Linked DNA regions of Sus scrofa: region 1 is linked to region 2. Evidence: chromatin contacts called from public HiChIP or PLAC-seq data. All regions are on one chromosome and are shown on one strand. The core of a region is the stretch at or near the end of the contact, and the rest is flanking DNA. Distances in the headings are between cores, read along the strand shown. Region 1 overlaps CDK6 (a long non-coding RNA gene). Region 2 holds the start of CDK6 (a long non-coding RNA gene).

What was found. HiChIP or PLAC-seq counts read pairs in DNA pulled down with a chosen protein or histone mark.
Region 1: a contact with region 2 is called in an H3K27ac HiChIP or PLAC-seq map of skeletal muscle, with 5 times the contacts expected there. The contact joins the enhancer-like site here to the promoter of CDK6 in region 2. A contact is called at or near these places in 1 of 5 promoter capture datasets (liver), 16 of 47 Hi-C or Micro-C datasets (alveolar macrophages, brain, embryonic fibroblasts and 10 more) and 2 of 2 datasets of contacts at active chromatin or transcription factors (alveolar macrophages and skeletal muscle).

The regions. Positions count from the first base shown.
Region 1 is chr9:72,609,389-72,615,151 of Sscrofa11.1, reverse strand. All of the region lies in intron 4 of CDK6 (a long non-coding RNA gene), which reads left to right. Among named protein-coding and RNA genes, the nearest start is that of FAM133B, 110 kb to the right of the region's middle. Within about 2 kb of position 1,526, at least 50 of the 83 cell types and tissues checked have an H3K27ac peak or open chromatin away from gene starts, as enhancers often do. A contact at or near this core is called in fetal skeletal muscle, liver, retroperitoneal adipose tissue and 1 more, where this site is marked.
Region 2 is chr9:72,762,343-72,768,539 of Sscrofa11.1, reverse strand. CDK6 (a long non-coding RNA gene) reads left to right here and starts at 2,909. Exons shown (of 8, transcript XR_002347034.1): 1 at 2,909-3,125; 2 at 5,914-6,197. LOC102161391 (a long non-coding RNA gene) reads left to right here. Exons shown (of 3, transcript XR_002347038.1): 3 at 1-1,718.

The sequences.
Region 1 (5,763 bases), core at 277-2,776, 150 kb after region 2:
AGTCATTAATTGAGAAAAAAAAAATGAACAGTATTCTCACATAGCATCATTCTTGGAGAGGTGGACTTCTAACCACAGGATGTGCATACTTTATGATGCTATAGACAGCTGCCTGGTAACGCAGAGGCCATGACTTCACCTCCAAATGCTAAGGGAAAGATCCTCTCATTATGGTCTCGTATTTGATGGAATGATTTTCATAAGACTTATTTTAATAACTTTTGTGCGTTTCAATTACATTTTCTGGTGTGTGCTGTTTTTCACTTCCATCTCCAGAAGTCTGAACCCTTAACCTTAAACATGTGTTAGGGATTCATAGACTCTGGATATTAGAATTGCACAATTCATTTCCATACCCCAGGAGTTCAGTGTGCTGTGCGTTCAATAAAGGGACAACATTATTAATGATGAGCCATGTATATGTACTAAACATTTTTAAATCCACAAAACTTCTCGTGGACCAAAGCATTTGTTAAAATAGACCTGAGTCCCTGACGTCGGACCACTTTTTCTCAAAATAAATCTTAGGTCCTGAAAACATTTTAAGGCCTGAAATAATATTACTATTGAAAAACTTCTCGAGTCATTTAGGAAAGACTGTACTAAAATACACACATATGTGGTAAGTTTTTTTCAATAGGATCTTTACGTCTTAAAAATTAGGTATAAAAGATTATTAATTCTCCTCAGCCGAAACAGTAGAAACTTCAATAATAATTTGAATATGGTCAGCTTTAACTTAAAACTGGAAAACTCCCTTCTCATTTCTACAATTGGCTTTTTCTCTTCAGCTGCTTTTTAAGTTGGGCTGTTAGCAATTTAGCCTGTCTTTAATTTTAAGCACCATTCTTCCAGTCCAGAGATCCCTATAGGAAGCCCCACTCTCATAGCCTCGCCTCTCATTGGCTAGCCAGGAAAAGAGCATTTCTGCATAAATTGGATGCTTCCTTCTCCCCGGGAGACCAAATATGCTCGTGTTTCACAATCCCCCAGTTTGTAAGCTTGAGTCCATTGCCTGAAGCTGGAAACTTTCACTTTGTGGAACACTTGCACACATGGAAATCCAGATCCGATACCCCTGACGCGCCCATGGGTCCCACAGCAGATTAAATACATGCTTCTTTATCCAGTGTTTCTGAGCTGCCCCGACTGAAATCAGAAACCGATGTGCGTGTGAGAGGTGTCCTTCAAAGAAAGGTATTTCCTTTGTGCAGCCCCCGTGCACGCAGACTCCAAGGGGTTAACCTGAGAGCTGCTTTGAAAACAGAGGCGAAGGTCACCGGCGGCAACAGCAAAGACTTTTAAAGCCTGCCGTCCTGAGCCTTTCACCCGGCCTTTCCCACCCAGGGGACTGTAAACATTGGCTCCCGGCCACCACATCCCACAGCACAAAACCTCTCTGTGCTTTCAGCATATACATTTATGCTTTTTTATGGAAGCCGAGGCACAGGCGGGTTCTTGCTGTGAGCACAGAGAGCATGTTTCTGTTCGGGGCCAGGACAGGAACCCTGTCCCGCTGGAATGTGGAAGCATGCAGATATGCTTATTTAGCAGGGCTTCACATGGAACTTCGCTGCTGCTCTCCGTCTGACTTTCTCAAGTCAAAAGAATGTGTAGAATGCTGTCACTTAATCAGAACCCAGAAGAGCTCTTTTATCTGCCATTTGTTAGTAACTCGCAATATTGCCCTTATCTCTTTGTCCTTTAGCTCAATCCAGTGCCCTCCGATATGAGAACTGGTAACATGAAAGCACTTATTACCTTGAGCATTGCTTCTTGTTTTTCTGTCTTAAAACTCAGAGTTCTTCAGTCATCAACAAAAAAGTTGCAGGGTTTTGGGTTTTTTTTTTTTTCAATTTATTTAAATAAAGTCGTCTTAGTCCTAGGACCATCGTTTGATGATGTTTAAAAGAAACCAAGAAGGTTCATATATGTATGCTGCCATTCATATCTGGTTCTTCAAAAGTCTATTAGCTACATATTTATAAATAACCTTCATTGATTCAGTTGTGTGAGAACAGAATGAAATTTCCAGAGACAATAGATGTAGCTTAAATTTCTCCCTCCTGAATGTTTTCATGTGTTATAGGGGGGTTCAGATCTTCCCCCATTTTAAGTAATTTCATGTAATTTCAGTCATTTGACATAATAGTTTTTCTCTTCAGTGATTTCTAATGTTTCTAACACAAATAGGGAATTCATTTTGATCAATCCACATGTTACAGTGGGTCAGGGCAGAAAAAATTATACCCTGTGCCATTCTTTTTTTTTTTTTTAAGTGACTATTTCAGAAGCAGGCATATAAAATCTTAGCCTTTTCTTCTGAAATGACAACTGTGAGCACATTTTGTAATAAATTTGTTTGCTTGCCTACTGAAAGGTCAGTCACTATGCACTCCTCCTTGAATAATGATGTTTTATTCTGAAAAGACCAACAACAGCCCCCACCACATTGCATAGAAATGCAGACACAACTCTCCTCTAGCCTCTCGCTGCAGCTGATAAGAGATGTGTGTCTTTGCCTTTTGCCTCCTGAGCCGAAATATACTCTGAAAGGTTTTTCCCAGTCTCTTCTGGAATTTCAGTTTTGCTTTATGGAATCCCAAAGTCTGTTGTGTACTTATTAATGTCCTGTACTTATTCCTCTCTAACTGTGAAGGTTCTGGGAGCAGCCTCACTGACTCGGATGCATGGGTCCACAGTGCAGTGTCCGCTAGTGTCACTGTGCAGGTAGAGTTTATTTGTTCTTGATTATTGGACTCTAGGGCCAGGAGGACTTTAGAAATAATGTGACGTGATCTCTTGATTTTATCATTGAGGAAACCGGGGTCCAAAGATATAGAATGACTTTTTTTTGCAAGACAGTACACAGAGGTTATTTGGTTGTCTGTTTGAAACTAACACCCACGTCTCCACAGCTCAGTCCAGGACTCACTCTCTTACTCCATCTCCTGTACCCCCTGTACTGTGCGATGGGTTCACTGATGACCAAAGATGGGATGAATAAATGGCTGATTGTCACATCATGAGTCGAAGCCGACGTAAGTGATCATGAGCAGATGTCTTTGTACCTGAGCAGGAAGTAACACAAGGTCTTGGTCTCTACTTGTTTCCAAGGCATTTCAGTTGCTCAGCAGCTCAGCTTGTCATGCTTCAATTTTACTGTGATTAAGTTTCTCTCAATTTCTGTAGAATCCTCCTTTTTCTGTCACCTATTTATTAACATGTTCTCAAGTGAGAGCGACTTCACATTAAAGCAGTGAACTCTACATCAAATTGGACAGTATAACCAAAGCTATATACCGAGGCTAATTGAGAGCACAAAATGCTTTTATGACTGGATAAGAAAGATTGAATATAAAGATAAAAGCCTTCAATCCAGGGACCATAAAAAGAGGTGTTTTTCAACTGGCATCTACTGGATTTATTGTTTTTTGAAGATAAATGTTATATATGCTCATTGTGAAAAACGGAAACATTGTTGAAGGACAGAATGATAAATTCATTAGAAAAATACCTATATAAATCAGGAGACTGGAGTAAATAAAGTTTGAAACATAAATGAAAGAATTAGAAAACAAAGCAAGTAAAACAGAAAAATAAACCTAAGAGTTGGTTCCTCATAAAGACTGAAAGCAAAGGCAGTCTCCTGGCAAAGCTATTCACCAAAAAAAGAGTATCCAGTTATGGAGTCAACTTTGGCTAGAAGAACTATTAAAGAATTTAGCGTCCGAGAGCCCATCAGATAGAAGAGGAGGCAGTGCTGATGGGGTACCCTGGAGCCCTTGGGCTTATCCTGTGAGCCTTGCCATTCCCAGGTTTTCAGTGGGACATGTAGGGGGACTCCATTTCTCCCCCTACATGTTCCCTCCCATTAACCTAGGTAAGAAAAGCAAATCTCCCTTATCTATGTGTGTTGCAGCAACACAACAGAGAAAACGTATCCTACAAAAAAAGAGTTTGGGACTGAGCAAAATACTTTCCTGTTATAATTTTCAAAGCTCCTGTAAATCATTCTCATCAGACACTGTTTGCACATGACCTTCGTGTAAGAGTTAAGTGCCCAGTGATAGGGATATGCAGTGTTAGGAGAACCAGATTATGCACAAGAGGTTTGTAGTTCGTTATAATGTGGTAAATGGGGTAACAGTTCCAACTGAAAAGGTACAAGAGGTACCCTGTGAAGAGCAGTGATGAAAAAATATCGTAGATGTACCAGAAGTGAAAGTGAGTAAAGGAGTTCCCATCGTGGAGCAGCAGAAACGAATGAATCCGGAGTTCCCATCGTGGCGCAGTGGTTAACGAATCCGACTAGGAACCATGAGGTTGCGGGTTCAGTCCCTGCCCTTGCTCAGTGGGTTAAGGATCCGGCGTTGCCGTGAGCTGTGGTGTAGGTTGCAGACACGGCTTGGATCCCGAGTTGCTGTGGCTCTGGTGTAGGCCGGTGGCTACAGCTCCGATTGGACCCCTAGCCTGGGAACCTCCATATGCCGCAGGAGCGGCCCAAGAAACAGCAAAAAGACCAAAAAGAAAAAAAAGAAAAAAAAAAAAAAGAAACGAATGAATCCGACTAGTATCCATGAGGATGCGAGTTTGATCCCTGGCCTTGCTCAGTGGGTCAGGGATCCAGTATTGCCCTGAGCTGTGGTTTAGGGTGCAAATGTGACTCAGATCCCAAGTTGCTATGGCTATGGCATAGCCAGCAGCTGTAGCTCCGATTCAGCCCCCAGTCTGAGAACCTCCATATGCTGAGGGTGTGGCCCTAAAAAGCAAAAAAAAAAAAAAAAAAAAGAAGAAGAAGAAGAAAAGAAAGAAAGAAAAAAAAAAAGTGGGTAAAAATGCCTGGTTTTCATTAATAAAGCTTCTTTCTCACAGTACTCCCGATGATAAAAATCATAGAAAGGCATGTAGCTCCATTAAGAAATGAATTTATGGAAATAGTCACAAACAACCTGGGAATCTCAAGGTAGATGCTTCCATTCTCTTCATAGGTAGCAGTTTCTCAGTCTTAAAAATTGAGGCAGAAATGTACTGTGTTTGGTTTATGTGTACTTATCTTTACAATGAAACTCAGCAGACTGTGGCTCTGGCTCATTAGCAAATGCACTATTGAAGATTCTTTCTATTAATGTCAGTTACTTAGATTTTGCTGCAAAATGGGCTTTATGGAAGTTTCTTTTTGCCAATGTTTTCAGACAAGATGATTCATACTTTCAGTCCTATAAATCTCATTGGAGCAATGGGATGACCTCCTTCAGCTTATTCGGTGATTGCTTTTATTCTCTTACATTATATTTCAGGAATTTTTAAAATGTAGTTGTTATCTCTCTATATTGTACATATGTGTCTCTGAACCCAGGATTTCTTTTATGGCAAAGGCTTTCTTTACATCTTAAGTCTTATTTCTTCACAAATCAAACTTACAATGAGAAAAGTTCCCACTGTGGTGCGGTGGGTTAAGAATCTGCTGTGGCTCGGGTTCCTGCAGTGGTATAGGTTGCTGCACTGGCATGAGGTCAGTCCCCGGCCCCAGCACAGGGAGTTAAAAGATCTGGGGTTGGAGTTCCCGTCGTGATGCAGCAGAAACGAATCCGACTAGGAACCATGAGATTGCAGGTTCGATCCCTGGCCTTGCTCAGTGGGTCAAGGATCCAGTATTTCCCTGAGCTGTGGTTAAGGATCCAACGTTGCTGTGAACTGTAGTGTAGGTTGCAGACGCGTCTCAGATCTGGTGGTGTTGTGGTTGTGGTGTAGGCCAGCAGC
Region 2 (6,197 bases), core at 1,660-4,159:
CAGATGCACTGCATTATATTATGCTTTTTCTGTTAAAATAATAGTTTTTTGTGGTAGTTACTCAACAAATGTAATATTCACATACACATATAAATCAAGTTAAAAATGAGGGTAACTGATTTCAAAATTACTAATTCAGAAAAGTTTTTTTAATCAAAATGATAAACAGGAGAGCTTACAGACAAAAAGTATAAATTTACATGGATCTCTAAAGTTATTGTGTAGTAGATTCTAGTAAAACCTCATTTCTGAGTTTCTGGAACATGTATTTTATAAATTCAAATGGCAAATAGAAATCAGAGATCATTTAGAATTAGATGTACATTATACAATTAGTAACTTTAAATAAATTTCTCATTTCTTAAAGTGTTATAAATTATAGACCAGAATTTAAAATAATATTTTTATTTTAGTGAAAACATTTACAGATATTTGATATAAAATGTTCACACACAGAATATATCTCTTATGTGACACTAAGAAAACTTTTAAGGTAAGCTACAACATCATATCTAGAGATAATTCCATGAATTCCAATTTTTTAAAAACTCTAAGATGATTTGCAGCTTTAGAATACTGGAGATGCGGTGTGAAAATATGGGCACAAATCCTGAATGCCATGTTTTCATTCATCGAATACTCCTAAACAAAGGAGTCGGAATTGGGTTCACAGTTTATAAACTTTGCGCAAATTTTGTTATGATAACCTGTTACCCACAGAGGAAGTTATCTATAAACAAAACAATCTGGTGTTTACTAATTTTATGCAATCCATTGTAAAACTTCCTGATCTCAAGTTTTAACCAACTTGGAGTTAATGTGATCCATAACCAGGGAGAGTGACCAATGATAAATTAACAGTATCAGAGTAAGCACATGACATAAAGAGAGGTAGCACTCAGTATTAACATATGTAATTAAATAAAGTTTCATTGTTGTAGACATTGCCCAAGTGATCTGGTAATCTAAATCATGGAGCTTCTAATCCATCTGTGGTGGTTGTCAAATCCAGTAATTAAAAATGCAACCCAGTGTAGAAAGACATTTTTTCTGTTAATTTAAAAGATACTATAGCTTAATATTTTTAAACAAATTATTTACTCAAATTCTTAGAATCATTTGCTGTTTCCTAGGACTATTTATTGACAGTTATTTCTGAATTACATAAATGTGTTAATTGCCAGCAAGTAAATCTTGTTTTAAAAAACACTGACAAGTGTGAGCAATTATCAAAATGGAGGATTCCCATTTGTTCCTCATTTAAAGTCTAATTGGTGATTTGTAATAATCCAGTATTGTATATAAATACAAAATCCAGCAATTTGCTTTCTTAAGTCTATAAGGTATAGGATATTGTAGATAATTTTACACATTATCTGAACAGAATTTTGTTCAGAAATTGGATTTCATTTTAGAAGATATGCTTCTAAGGACAAAGTATATTTTATGAATTATCTAGAGCATAAAAACCACAATTATTCATTTTTAGTTTTTAAGAAAAATTATTATAATTCAGTGCAAAATATTTGCCAATGGAAATGCAACAGTTTTTATTTACCTAACTTGTTACTTCACACTGCAGTATAGAATTAATTTTATAAAGGCAAAATTTTGATGTACTATGAAATTAGCAACACGGTTTAATTCAAAAAGTCAAAAAAGATTTATAGAATAATATTTTCAATTCCAACAGAATTTTGTTGGGTTTTAATTTTTCCACAGAGCACTGAAATAAATAAAATTTTTTAGGCTTTGCATTAAAGATGTTTTAAAAAGTTTCAAGTATTTTACAGAAAGAGATTTTGGACAATACTGAAATTTTTTCCTAAAAACAGCTATTTTAAGGTTTGTTTTACTTCATTGTAGAAAGTCTAGAAGACTTTTCTTTTTCTCCAAAATCTCATTTTCACCTGAAATAATTGTATTCAGGTTTTCTCAGCAGGTAAAATATGCATTCTTACAAGGTTTCAAATTTCAGAATTCCAATAATGCATTTCAACTGAGCACCCACCGAATTGTGTTCTGTGTGTGTGTGTGTGTGTGTGTGTTATCTTGCAGTTCTGTTATTTACAATCAATTTTAGGCTTCTTAGCTCCCCAGAAATACCTCAGTGAACCCTCAACAGTTGCTAGCCACTTAATAATTGTGAACCGGCCAGCCCCATCAAGTAGATCGTTAACCACAAAAGTGCCTGACAATTTCCAAATCATATTCTCTGTCCAAAAGGAAGAGATAGGGCTTGGTGAGGCCGAAAGGAAGCGAAGGACAACAAAACAAATGCAGTTCATGCTGAAAGTGAAAAGTGCTTTGGACAGATTAGTATTTTCTTTTCTACAAGGCGTCCTGCCAATTTTTTTTTTTTAATAGAGAAGAGTTATTTTTTTGGTCTGATTTTTCAGTTTCTTGGAAAGTGTCGCTTTTACCCTCCCTACAGACCTTCATAATTACTGTTGGTTGTTCTGTTTTTCCCATCCGTTTGCATCATAGACTGCCGATACCCCCACCTCACTCTGTCAAAACCCCAACTCCGGGCGACCCTGGATTTGGTAACTCCACCGACTCCCGACGACACATTCCACTCTCCCTCTCACGCCTTTTATTTTAGTCGCAAGATCCCCACTCCAGTGGCAGTGAAAGCCGGAAATTTTCATTTAACTCCCCCCCTCCCTTCTTCGCCCCCTACTCGGAGCGGAGAGCTAGGGGGCCAGGAGGTTCCGAGCACAGCCGGGTCTCGGCCGCCTCCCCTCTCTCCGGAAGGCTTTAATTTGCACACTTGCTTGCCACTGCGCGGCGAGCCCCCAACCTAGCTGCGGCGGGGAGGGTCTCGGCGGAGTCGGCCTCCCGGCCCCCCAGCCCCGCCCCGCTGCCTCCGCCGCCTCCCCAACTCGGGCCCCTAGCGCGGGCCGGAGCCCCGCGGCCCCCGTCCGCCCCCAGCGAGCGGCGCGGGCGGCGCCCTCCGCCGTCCCTCCGCCCTCCGCCGCAGTGCCCACCCCCTCGCCGGAGAGAGGGCTGGTGACTTCTTCCTCCGAGCCGAGTTACCTGCTCCGCGCCGCGGTGGACACGTGCGAAGGTCGTACTGACACCCGCAGCCCCCTCGCGAAGCCCGAAGCGGCGAGGCCCATCAGGTGAGGAGCTGTGCTCTCGGGTGGGTGGGCTGCTGGGTGGGGGGTCCCCAGGGGAGATTTCGGGGCTTGGCGGGGGTCCGAAGCGAGGGTGGGTAGGGGCGACGGGTGCGGAGGAGGGGTGGTAGGTTTTCGGAATCCACTTTAGTTAACCCCTTACAACCCGAGGCGGACTTGTTACGGGGGCCAGTTTGGGGGCGCAAAAGTTTCTCCTAATCTGGCTAAGAGGGGTATATCCCACACGAGGGACACCCCCCTAACGCCGAGATCCTGTGCTTGATCCCGCATAGCCTTGCGCACAAACACCCACACAAACACTTCTTATCCGGTTTCTTCAAACGGAACTCAAACTCCACCTGGAAACTCACATAATAACCCACATTTAGGATTTAAAGTGCATGCTTTTGGAGACTCGATGCGGGGGGATGTTTGGGTGCCCTATATTTATTTCACCACGAAAGCTCGCCCTCCATCTCGCTGACCCTGTGGGTGGGGGCTTCACCTTTCCCACCGTGAGATAAATGTTAACGCAGACTTTTTGCTGGCAACCACTGCGGGCGTTTAGGCACATTTAGAGGAGTGCACGCAGGCGCCCGGCGCCCGGGCTGGGAGCCCCGCAATGATGCACGCTTGCTTTGGTTTCCCAATTTACTCTCCTAATTTAAAATATTGAAGTTAAAATGCACGCCCCGGGTGAGCACCTTCGGGCCCAGCACTGCGCCGGTCATTGTGCACGTGGGAGCATCTGCGTGTGCGCACACGCGGGAGTCGTGGTCCCCGGTGCGGCCTCTTGTCGCTGCGCTGGTGGCGACCCTTGCGGTGCTTGGCAGGCTTGGAGAGAGGCACATGAAGGATTTCATTGAGTGTGAAGACAGAGAGCAGAGACAGAAAGCAGAAGGAGGCGGCTGCAGCCTTTGTAGTCGCGGAGGAATGCGGAAATGTTGAAGCACTATGTCAAACTATTTTGAAATGGGGTCAAGTCACATTCAGCCAGCGTGGGAAAGCAACAACAACAACAAAAAAAAGTGGAGGAGAGCGGGGGGGAAAGGCACTGCTGCTCCCGTTTCTCTCCGCCGGAGCCGACCGTCCGGAGAGCGAGGGGGGAGAGCGGAGGCGGGCGGTGCGGGGCCAGGCGGGGGCAGCGGGCTCAGTTCCCTGCGGGGGTGGGACGTCCCCGACGCTTCCTTCGCTGCTGAGCGGCGGGCAGGACTGGGGCGGGGAGGGGGGCCACGGGAGGGGCGGGCCGCTCAGTCTGCGGCTGCTCCTGCGCTACCTGTGTGGCCCTTGTCCTGGCTCAGACCGCGGTGCTGGCTCTGGGGGCTTGTTCCTCGGCTCCCCCCAGGCTTCGCCTTCACCTTTTAAGGAGAGTTTTGAGTAGAGTGAGTGTGAAGGACTCTGTCTTCGCTGCTGTTCCCTCCGCCTGCATACTGTGGGGGTTGTAGAGTTTGTTTCTTTAATTCCTGGCAGAAGGCAAGGGCGCCAGCGGTGGCGGGGCAGGTAATTCCGAGGTGCCCCGGGAATTTCGGACACGCGGCGGGAGTGTCGAATGTCCGGCCGAGGCCAAAACAGCAGTGGGGAGGAGGTTCCCTAGGCCCTGGATGGCAGCTCAAGGGGAAGGAAACCCCCCCTTTTGTTGTGGGGATTCCGGGGGGCCACTGGCTGCTGACTCGACCCGGCCTTGAGCCGAAAGGGGAATGGAGCAGCCACCTCTGCTACCTACGTTGGGGGCGACCCTGGGAATGGGGAAGGGTTCGCGAGTCCTGGCCGAAGGGTGCAGCCTCTTCTCACTTTGCTCTGGAGGCTCAGCACTTACCACCCCCCCTTTTAAGGGGGGGTCTAAGTTTTGCTCAGGTTTCAGTCGGTTGAAAATTTCAAGGCGAGTCACGGTTATGCTGCCTTCCTTCTGGAGTTGTTCTCCAAGGAGACGATAAGCAAAGTGCTGCAAACACCTCTTTCTCCCACTCTTAGGGTCTCCTGGGCTACTCCCCTTTCGGGGCCCCATCCCTCACCCACCCCCAAGTAGCGGGAGCCCCAGCCCTCCCCGACCTGATGGGTTTCCACCGGGGAGGTCCTCCGAGTCAGAGGAAGAATTCTCTTTCCAACCAGTCTCCTTTGCCCCAAAAAGACCATTTGTGTGTGCTAGTGGTTTTTAAATATCTCTTCGTCGAAAAACTGAAAGTAGAAAGAAAGGAAACAATTTCGGAACAGATGTCTGACCACCCCTTCTCGCACACTCCCAGCATCGGGTTACAGGGTCCGGGGAGCCCCCACCCACATTCTGCGGCCCCACACGGGTGGACTCGCGGTCTCTGCACGCCAGGTTCTCCACGACCCCTAAACGTCCCACGACACCCCAGGAGCCCCTTTCCCTGTACGTCCAGGCCTGGGCAGGCGGAGAGGGTAGCAGCGCAACACAATGATATAGGAATAAATATTAAGCCGTGACATTGACGTGCCCGGCGCCTCCCCTCCCCCGCGCTCCCGGCACACTCTGGGCTGCTCGGCACGCCCCCTCTCGTTCCACTGCGTCCTGCGCCCCGCGCTCATCCCCGAGGGGCCCCTGCAACCTCTCGGCGCGAAGACGGCTCCAGCTCAGCAGGGAAAGAAAAGTAACTTCGCTTTTCTCGAAGGAACCAGGAAGGATTAAGCGGCCTGGGAGAGGGCAGGAGCTCGCGGAGGGTAGCGATGGGGGCTTCGTGAAGGAGGAGGAGGGGCGTCTACTGGAACCCCGAGGAAGGCGCCGGGGATGTCTGATTACACTTTCTTCTTGTCCTCCCGTCTCCTCTTTTAGGTGGAATGACTGTGGACTGAGACGCGCTCGGGCAAAGACTATGTAATCGCCTCGGTGTCTGTGCAGAAGACTGCGCTTCGGGGAGGGAAGAGGAGGGCTCGGCTCTCTCGGTGACTCGGCAGGCGGAGTTTCGCAGCGGCGGCACCAGGGTTGCGCCCGCCCGCGGGGAGGTCGCTCCATCTAGCCCCGGCGGTCGCCAGAGTCTGAACGCGGTAGTCGGCGGGGTGAGAAAGAGCGAGACCGAGTCTCGGCGCGCGAGGGAGCGGGCCGGGGAGTCCCGGAGG